2 separate regions of the Muntiacus reevesi genome follow, and region 2 is linked to region 1. The links are chromatin contacts, called in public Hi-C maps. All regions are on one chromosome and are shown on one strand. Each heading gives the region's core, a stretch centred on a gene start, on an enhancer-like site or on the middle of the called end of the contact. The rest is flanking DNA. Distances are from core to core; before and after follow the strand shown. Region 1 holds the start of EIF3E (eukaryotic translation initiation factor 3 subunit E). Region 2 holds the start of EMC2 (ER membrane protein complex subunit 2).

Evidence for each region. A called contact is a pair of places that touch in the nucleus more often than the background predicts.
Region 2: a contact with region 1 is called in a Hi-C map of muscle, with 4 times the contacts expected there. The contact joins the promoter of EMC2 here to the promoter of EIF3E in region 1. A contact is called at or near these places in 2 of 3 Hi-C or Micro-C datasets (blood and muscle).

What each region holds. Positions count from the first base shown.
Region 1 is chr12:24,232,127-24,236,245 of mMunRee1.1, reverse strand. EIF3E (eukaryotic translation initiation factor 3 subunit E) reads left to right here and starts at 2,358. Exons shown (of 13, transcript XM_065902709.1): 1 at 2,358-2,507. The coding sequence starts at 2,418.
Region 2 is chr12:24,455,827-24,459,945 of mMunRee1.1, reverse strand. EMC2 (ER membrane protein complex subunit 2) reads right to left here and starts at 2,309. Exons shown (of 11, transcript XM_065902957.1): 1 at 2,222-2,309. The coding sequence starts at 2,261.

The DNA.
Region 1 (4,119 bases), core at 1,109-3,608:
GGGTAAACAATATGTGGTATGTCTGTGTAAGGGACTATGATTCAGGCCTAAAAAGGAATGAACTACTAATATATGCTACAACTTGGATAAACCTTGAAAACATGGTGCAAAGTGAAAACAGTCAGATCCAAAAAGTCATATATAATAGTATTCCATTCATATGAAAGTCCTGAATTGGAAAATCTTTAGAGATAGAAAGTAGAGTAGTAGACTAGGGTAGAAGGATCAAGAAGAGGAGATGGAAAAGTTTTAGAGAGGTAATCAGGCCAGATGATTTAGGGATTTTTAGGCTATTTAAGGGGCTTCCCCAGTGACTCAGTGGTAAGGAATCTGCTTGCAATGCAGGAGTCTCGAGAGATGTAGGTTTGATCCCTGGGTCGGGAAGATCCCTTGGAGGAGGGCATGGCAAGCACTCCAGTATTCTTGCCTGGAGAATCCCATGGACAGAGAAGCCTGGCAGGCTACAATCCATAGGGCCACAAAGGGTTGGCCTCAACTGAAGCAACTTAGCATGCACAGGCTATTTAAAGACTTACACATTTTTCTCTGAGTGAGATTACAAGGCCTGGAGGATTTTGAGCATAATTTGACTTTTAAAAGTCACTTTGTCAGACTTAAGAGAACAAACTAATGGTTGTCTGCACAAATTTAAAATGGATAACCAACAAGGACCTACTGTACAGCACATGGAACTCTGCTCAATATTATGTGGCAGCCTGGATGGGAGAGAGTCTGGGGGAGAATGGATTCATGTATATATATGGATGAGTTCCTTCACTGGTCACCTGAAACTATCACATTATTAATCGGCTCTACCCCAGTACAAAATAAAAAGTTTATTTTTAAAAAGTCACTCTGGCCACTGCATGGAGTAAAAACCAGAGGATGAAAAGAGGGAAAGCAAGGTGATTAGTGAAGAGGCTATTCTAAAAATCACGATAATAGTGGTTTGGAGTAGGCATTAATCTTGTAGGTGTTGTGAACTGATTGATCAGGACCTGCTTTAAATGTAGAGCCAGAGGATTTGTTGGTGGGGTCAATGTAGAATAAGAGAAAATTCAAGGATGACTCAAATATTTTGTGTCTGAACTGGACAGATGAAGTGGGCATTCACTGAGATGGAGAAGAGTGTAAAAGAAGTAGGTTTTGCCCAGAGAATTACATAGGGAATTTGATTTTGGACACATTAATGTTATATTGAGTTGGCTGTTAACTACTAGTCTTGTTGCGGCTCTAATTAGGGAGTTGTCAATGTGTAGATTGCCTTTTGGTTGGATGACAGCACTTAGGGTAATGGCCTAGAGCATGCTCTAGGAAGAATGAAGAGGTCAAAGACACCAAGGCACTCCAAAATGAAGAGGCCTGAAAGATGACAAGGAACTGGCAAAGGAGACAAGAGTACTTAGAATAAAGCTTACATTCCCTACCTTAATCATCACCTGGCCCTTCTCCATATCTTTAACCTCACTCTCCAGTCACAGAGGCTACTCAGTTTTTGAAAAACACCAAGTCCTTTCCTGTCTCATTGTCTTTGCTGTGCTTCCACCAGGCATGTTTTCACCCAGGCTCTAATTTTGTTCATCTGCCCCTGTTACCACAACTTCGGCTAAATTGTAACCCTGAATTTTCTCTAAACTCCATAATTAAAAAGCCCCAATCTGGCATCGCCTCACTCCATGACCCACACACACACCAAGTTATGGCTCTTACTATAATCTTAAATTATTTCACTTGTAGTTTTTGTCTAGAAACCCATCCTACCTTAATTTAACAAATGCTTATGAAATGATTACTATACACCAAATATAAATTCAGCTGTTCCTCCTTGTGTGTGATTTTCTGGAGAGCAGGAGCCTCAGTATCTTGTCCTCCACCGCACCTCCAATACAAACGACATTGTCTCAGCCAATCAATTCTTGAGTTTTCAGTATTTGTTAATGGAACTGATCGCAACGGTGGCTCAGCCATAAGGGATCAGCCAGCAATGCCGAGACTTGTAGGAGACGCGGGTTCCATCCCTGGGTTGGAAAGATACCCTGGAGTAGGAAATGGCAACCCACTACAGTATTCTTGCCTGGGAAATCCCATGGACCGAGGAGCCTGGTGGTCTGCAGTCCATGGGGTCGCAAGAGTCGGACAGGACTCAGGGATTAAACAACAACTTCAAGACATCTATTGGTCTTGAAGAAATTTCGCCTGACACTCCACCCAGCCCCACAGTGGCCGGGAGGGAGGGAGGAACTAGGGAGGGAGGATCACACGCATGCGCTATTGTTCTCTGAGCGCTCGAGTTTGAACCCCGCCCCTTTCTTTGACTGGTTTAGCCACTGCACTTGCGCAGTTCGGGACTGTTTGTTCCTTTGTCGGCGCTATCAATAAAGTTTTAGCGAGCGCACACTTTCCTTTTCCTTGGCAAGATGGCGGAGTACGACTTGACCACTCGCATCGCGCACTTTTTAGATCGGCATTTAGTCTTTCCGTTGCTTGAGTTTCTCTCCGTAAAAGAGGTAAGGGGTTTTCTGAGCGCGCGGAAGGTGTGGGGAGTGTGTGAGATGCGAGGTTAGGCCAAAAAGCAGTGGCGGTAGCCTTAGGCCTGACACGTGTGAGGCGGCCGCGAGTCTGGTCTTGAGACGGGCTGTAAGGACCTGCTAGTAGCTTAGCGTCAACCCTGTTGATTAGCTACGCGGAATTGTGCCGTGAGCTGGGTTAAGGTGACAACACGCAACTCGGGCGAAAGGGAGTGATTTCCTCTTCACTTCTTGAGGTGCCGGTGCCTTAGGGACTTCCGCGTCATTCCTCTCGGAAGTTGACGATTGGCAGGCTCTGCCGTAGTAATGCTTGACTAGCTGGCGTCTAAAAGCAAAAAATTAATTTTTTTTTTCCCGGGCACTGTAGGAAAGGTGGCTTTGGCTCTGTGCTATTCCGTGCCGGTTGGTTTGGAATGATTTTCTTACGCTTATATATCTAGTCCCTTGGTTTCCGTAAAGTTATGAGTCCTTTGCGAGGAGTTTAGTGTTTCTGTAGATAGCCACTTCCTAGAAGCGTCGCATGTTTTGTTCGATGGGAAGGGGGACCCCAAAAATAATAAACGAGCAATTTTTATTTTGAAAGTTGGTTTTCCACGTATAGATGTACGGACTTGGAGTCATGGAATTGGTCGCTAATGTTCATTTAGCTATTCAAGATACCTTGAAAAAGTATTTGGTTCTGGACCTCATTTAAAAACATGTCTCAGCCCTAAAAGTTTCGAAATCTTAGTTGCATATTCGTTTATTGGGAAATTGGTGCATTTTAGTAGTTATATTAAAGCGATACTGCTGTGAGGAAAGAATTAGAATATTGACCAGAAAAAATAGACGCATTCTGTTTCCAGAAGCAGTTTAAAACTCGAGTCAACTTAGGGCACACTAGATTTGGGAAGTAGATTTTGTGTGTTCGAACAACAAAAAAATTTAAAAGCCCTACAAATAAACATTAAATTGTTATGATAAGTTTTCAGATTTTCCCATGGTGCTTTGGACAGGTATAACCCTCAAATTCGTATTAACCTATTCTAAAAACCTACAGACAAATTTATAGTTGTTGAAATTAGAGAACAGCCAAGTTTATTTTTAATAACTGCTCAAGAATGTCTTGCCATATAAAACTTTGTTCTGTCTTGATTTTTCTTTTATAGGATGTACTTAATCTATATTATAGAGCTTGAATAAAGCAGTTTAGTTTGCCTTCTGTTTCTTTTTTGGGTAATTGAGGAAAATTCACCAAAGATCAACGAATAGAAAAATATTTTCTCTGCTTCTAAACTAGCCAGACTTCTTGTTTAATGTACTTTACACTTTGGTTTTTCAAGGCAGACAGATGAAAGGGAGGAATACATAAGTGTAAATAAGTTTTTCATTGGGCAAGACCAAAACTGAACAGAGCTGAGAATCAGTGGGAAATAACAGCTCAAAACATGTTTTCTTGGAGAGAATATTGGTAAGATGGCTGTAATACTTCGAGAGGCAAAAGATGCTGGAATATTTATCTATCGGCCGTTAAGTATAGGATTACCATGGAATTATGAGAAATCCAAGATAAAATCTCATCACTGAAAAACTTACCCTTTGGTGGAGAAAG
Region 2 (4,119 bases), core at 1,060-3,559, 220 kb before region 1:
CTTGGCCACTGGATCACCAGGGAAGTCCCTAATGTTCATTTTAATCCTACTAATAATTCAGTTAGTCAACAGATTACTGAGTTCCTCCAGTACCTCACGCTCTAGAACAAGAAAGGCTCTGGCCCTCTCTTCATTCTAGGAGAGACAAAATTTTTACATGTAACACAATAGGCTAAGTATTTCAATAGTATACATAGTTAAATAGTATACATATTTAGTATATATGTATAATAGTATATATGTATAATAGTATACACATTATACATATTACATATACATATTTAAATAGTATACATACATAGACCAAGGGTAAATTTTGTTGCTTTTGTTGTCTTTTTCAAACTTTCAGGTTGGGATAGGAATAGGAGGGGGTGAGGGGTGAAGTCGGGAGGGGGGTGGGAAAGGCTCTCTGAAGTATGTATGTGACTTTTGAGGGGAATTCTAAGAAATGATAGAGTATAATGGGTAAGAGTATAAGACTAGAACAAAGAGGTAAGAACACTTCCATCGGAAGGAATAGCTTATGTCCAGTCTTAAGACAAGAGGAATATTGCACATAGGGAATTCAACAAAAGCCAGTATGGCCAGATCAGAGAGTAACCCGAAAAGTAACTTAAGATAAAGCTGATGACACAGGCAGGAGCCAGATCATTTTTTTAATATGTTACTTAATAGTTTATAAGCACTTCAACATATTTTTTCCCTTTTGTTCCTCAACAGACCTGGGAAGTAATTATTTACTCATCTAAGTAATTATGTCACTCATCTTTAGAATGTCCAGAGGGTTAAGGTCTAAGCTACTCAGTTAAATCACCTCAACTGCATCTACTCATTTCCTGTGCGTCTACACATGATATTATCATCTAAGAAATTTATGTTGAACATACCTTCAAAATAGCACTTTCAAAAAAACCATGAACTATTTGAAACATTTTTTAAAAGCATTAAAAATAATAGCCACATAGCTACTGAAGGAATATATCCTGACACATGCCTTTTAAAACTACGTTTTTACAAGTTTATCTTTCTCCATCAGATTATGAACTCCCTAAAGGTAGGGGCTGTGTGTTACTTAATTGGGTATCTTCAAGATCTAGCACTGAGAACTTAATACTTTAATATAACAGATTGTCCAATACGGGTAGAAACACGGTGGTTCACAGTATGCTAGAGGCCACAAAACCAATAATAAATCACTGAATTAGTTCCAGGATAAAGGAATTTTACCTTTTCCCATTATTGTTTGCAACTTTCAATATTGGAGAGATTTACTCGACACTGAACAACCAATACAACTCTCAGCCCACGCGTTATCAGGCGTTTTTTAATAAAATATTTAAATAACATCATTGAGATATCCGAACAAACAAGCTACTGAAGTCTACTGTGAAACGCTGGAAATATAAATTTCAATTACACAAATTCCATGCCTTAGAGAAACTCAAGGTTCTTTTCTTCAGCATGCACACCTCTCACTCAAGATTTTAAGAAGGGACAATCTCTTTCAGAATTGGTTCAAAGTTTGACTGCTTCCAAATTTAAAGACAAACTCCACCTCAGATTAAACAAGAATTTATTCCAGCTTTAGAAAAGGAATTACTGACAGGGAATAAGAAGCAAGTTGGGTCGTGTGTGTAAATTCGTCTTGAGGGGAGTGGGACAGGAGGATCAGTTTAAAAGGGGGGAATCAGAAACCCAGTTTTGAAGAGAAGGGAATGTAAACTAGCAGGGAAAAGAATCAGATATGTTTACGGGTTTTCCACACAATTTACTACACAGAGTTGTACCCCTTACAGAGCATTTGAAAGCCCTTTACAGGCCCTGGATATCTCGGCTGCAAACACGCTTCAGCGGGCAGCGAGAGCTGCCTCCTCTGCGCCGCCCAGCAGCCACAGGAAAAGTGTGACAGCCCCAGATCCCGGTTGCCTTATAGAGGAAGCTGCCCTTGGCCGTTGGATGGGCGCGGTGGTAGGCCGGTTGGTCAGTCAGTCTACCAACCCAAGCGGTGACGACCACCGCAGACTTCAGTCACAGGCCGAGCCAAGGAAGGGGTGAGCCTCCACCTCCACCTCAGTCAGCTAACTACCTCAGCTATCACCTCAGCTCGGCCGAGCCAGAGCCGAAGAGAGATCGGAGAATCCAGGTCTCCGAGGCCAGCAGGTACTCCCGAGCCGCTTCCTGCGGCTTTCGGTCTCTCCGCGGCCACCCCGCCCTCAGTTACCTTCCCAAGTGACATCGTATAGCTCTGACACCTTCGCCATCTTCTCAGACCCAGATGGCGGCCGGGCGAGGGGGCGGGGAGACTTGGTCACGCGACACGATACCAGGCAGTGGCGAATTACGATACCACTTTTCATTGGCCGAGGGAGCGAAGGGGGCGGGATCCGTTGCGCACGTGCACGCGGCTCTGACTAGGGGCAGTCGGGGAACTGGGCGGGGCGAGCTGGGAGGCGGAGCGAACTGGGAGGCGTGCGGCGCGCTGGGACTGTGAGGACACCCTGGCGGAGCCGCTAGAGTCGGCTTGTCTTGAGGTGTGTGTTTTACCATGACTTAACAAAAGCTGGGTTGTTTTCTTTCTTTCTTTTTTTATGTATGCCATCCCCGGTTTCTCATTTTTTTCTACATGAGTGCTTCATTCTCTACTCACTCCCTAATCAGTACCTTATTCTCTTCATGACCTGCTGCAGTGCAGCATTCAGCTCGAATCTCTCATCTGTGCCCAGCTTTACTCCGTCCGTGAAGGGATTTGCCTCGATTTCTTTTTTAATGTTCGGCAGAACTAATACACTTCAAAAAATGTTCGTTAAATCTGTTTGAGGAACTAAGCAGGGCTCTGTGTTTGCACCTTATGCCTCTGTGGCCGAGGACTTAATGTTCACACGGAAGGGCATCGTGCCAAGCTAAACCCTTAGTTAACGCTGCCCGTGCGTCACTGGTCTGCTTGCCACTCTAGATTTGAAACTCCATAGAAGCAGCCGGTATGTAAATGATTATAAGGAAATATGAATGAATGTACAAATCAAATGAGACCTTCACAGCCCCTCCACTTCGCTCCTCCTCTTTAATCGCATGGGGGAGCCTCCAGACTAATTGCTTTCAGGAAACCTTTGGACCTGGTCTACTAAAGCTAGGGGGAAAAATGTCTGCATTGGAAGCAAAATAATTGAGGGTCGTAAGCGTACATTTGGGCTTCCCTGGCGGCTCAGACCGTAGAGTTTACCTGCAATGCAAGAGACCCGGGTTGCGTCCCTGGGTCAGGAAGATCCCCTGGAGAAGGGAATAGCAACCCACTCTAGTATTCTCGCCTGGAGAAGCCCATGGACAGAGGAGACTGGCGGCGGGCAACAGTCCGTGGGGTCGCAAAGAGTCGGACACGACTAAGTGACTAACACTTAGGACGTAAGCGTATGTTTAGTATTTGAACCAATGAGAACGTAAAAATGTAAAAGGGAAATACGTAAAGAGGAAAGAAGGCTAGAAATCCCTGCATGAAAGATAGTTGAAGGCCAGTGAAGAAGAAACAGTCAAGATATGAGAAAAAAGGAAGACAGAGAGTCCTATCCCATATGCCAAAGGAATAGTTAAAAAAAAAAAAAAAAAAAAAAAAAAAAAAAACCTATCAGTGGCACCTGCTCAAGGGAAGTTGCAAAAAGATAGAAAAGACTACTAAATTTATAAGTTTGGTTTAGAGTCTGAATGAGATTCACTGTCTCCAGACCAGACCTTTAAAAAAGGCTTCATTCAAAAAATTGAGAAATTCCAGGCGCCGTCATTTAGTAGCTGCTTGACTTCCAATGTATGTATTTTTGAATATGAGTTGCTTAGATAGAAAGAGAAGCTACTCATCAACATAAAAAGAAAATATCTATTTGAGTTGTTATCAAGATTAAAAGAGATACTCCATGACACTCAGGGAAGTAACAGTCCTGTGGCTATAAATAGTATTTATATACTGATGCCCAAATGTACAAATCCAGCAGTCCTTACTTCTGCCCTGAAACCCAATTCTACTTTCTTGACATATCCACTTAGATGACTAGTATGTATCTCAAATTTAACCCCTCCCAAACAGAAGTCTGAGTTCCTGCCATCATGACCCCCATCAGAATTGGTGAAACA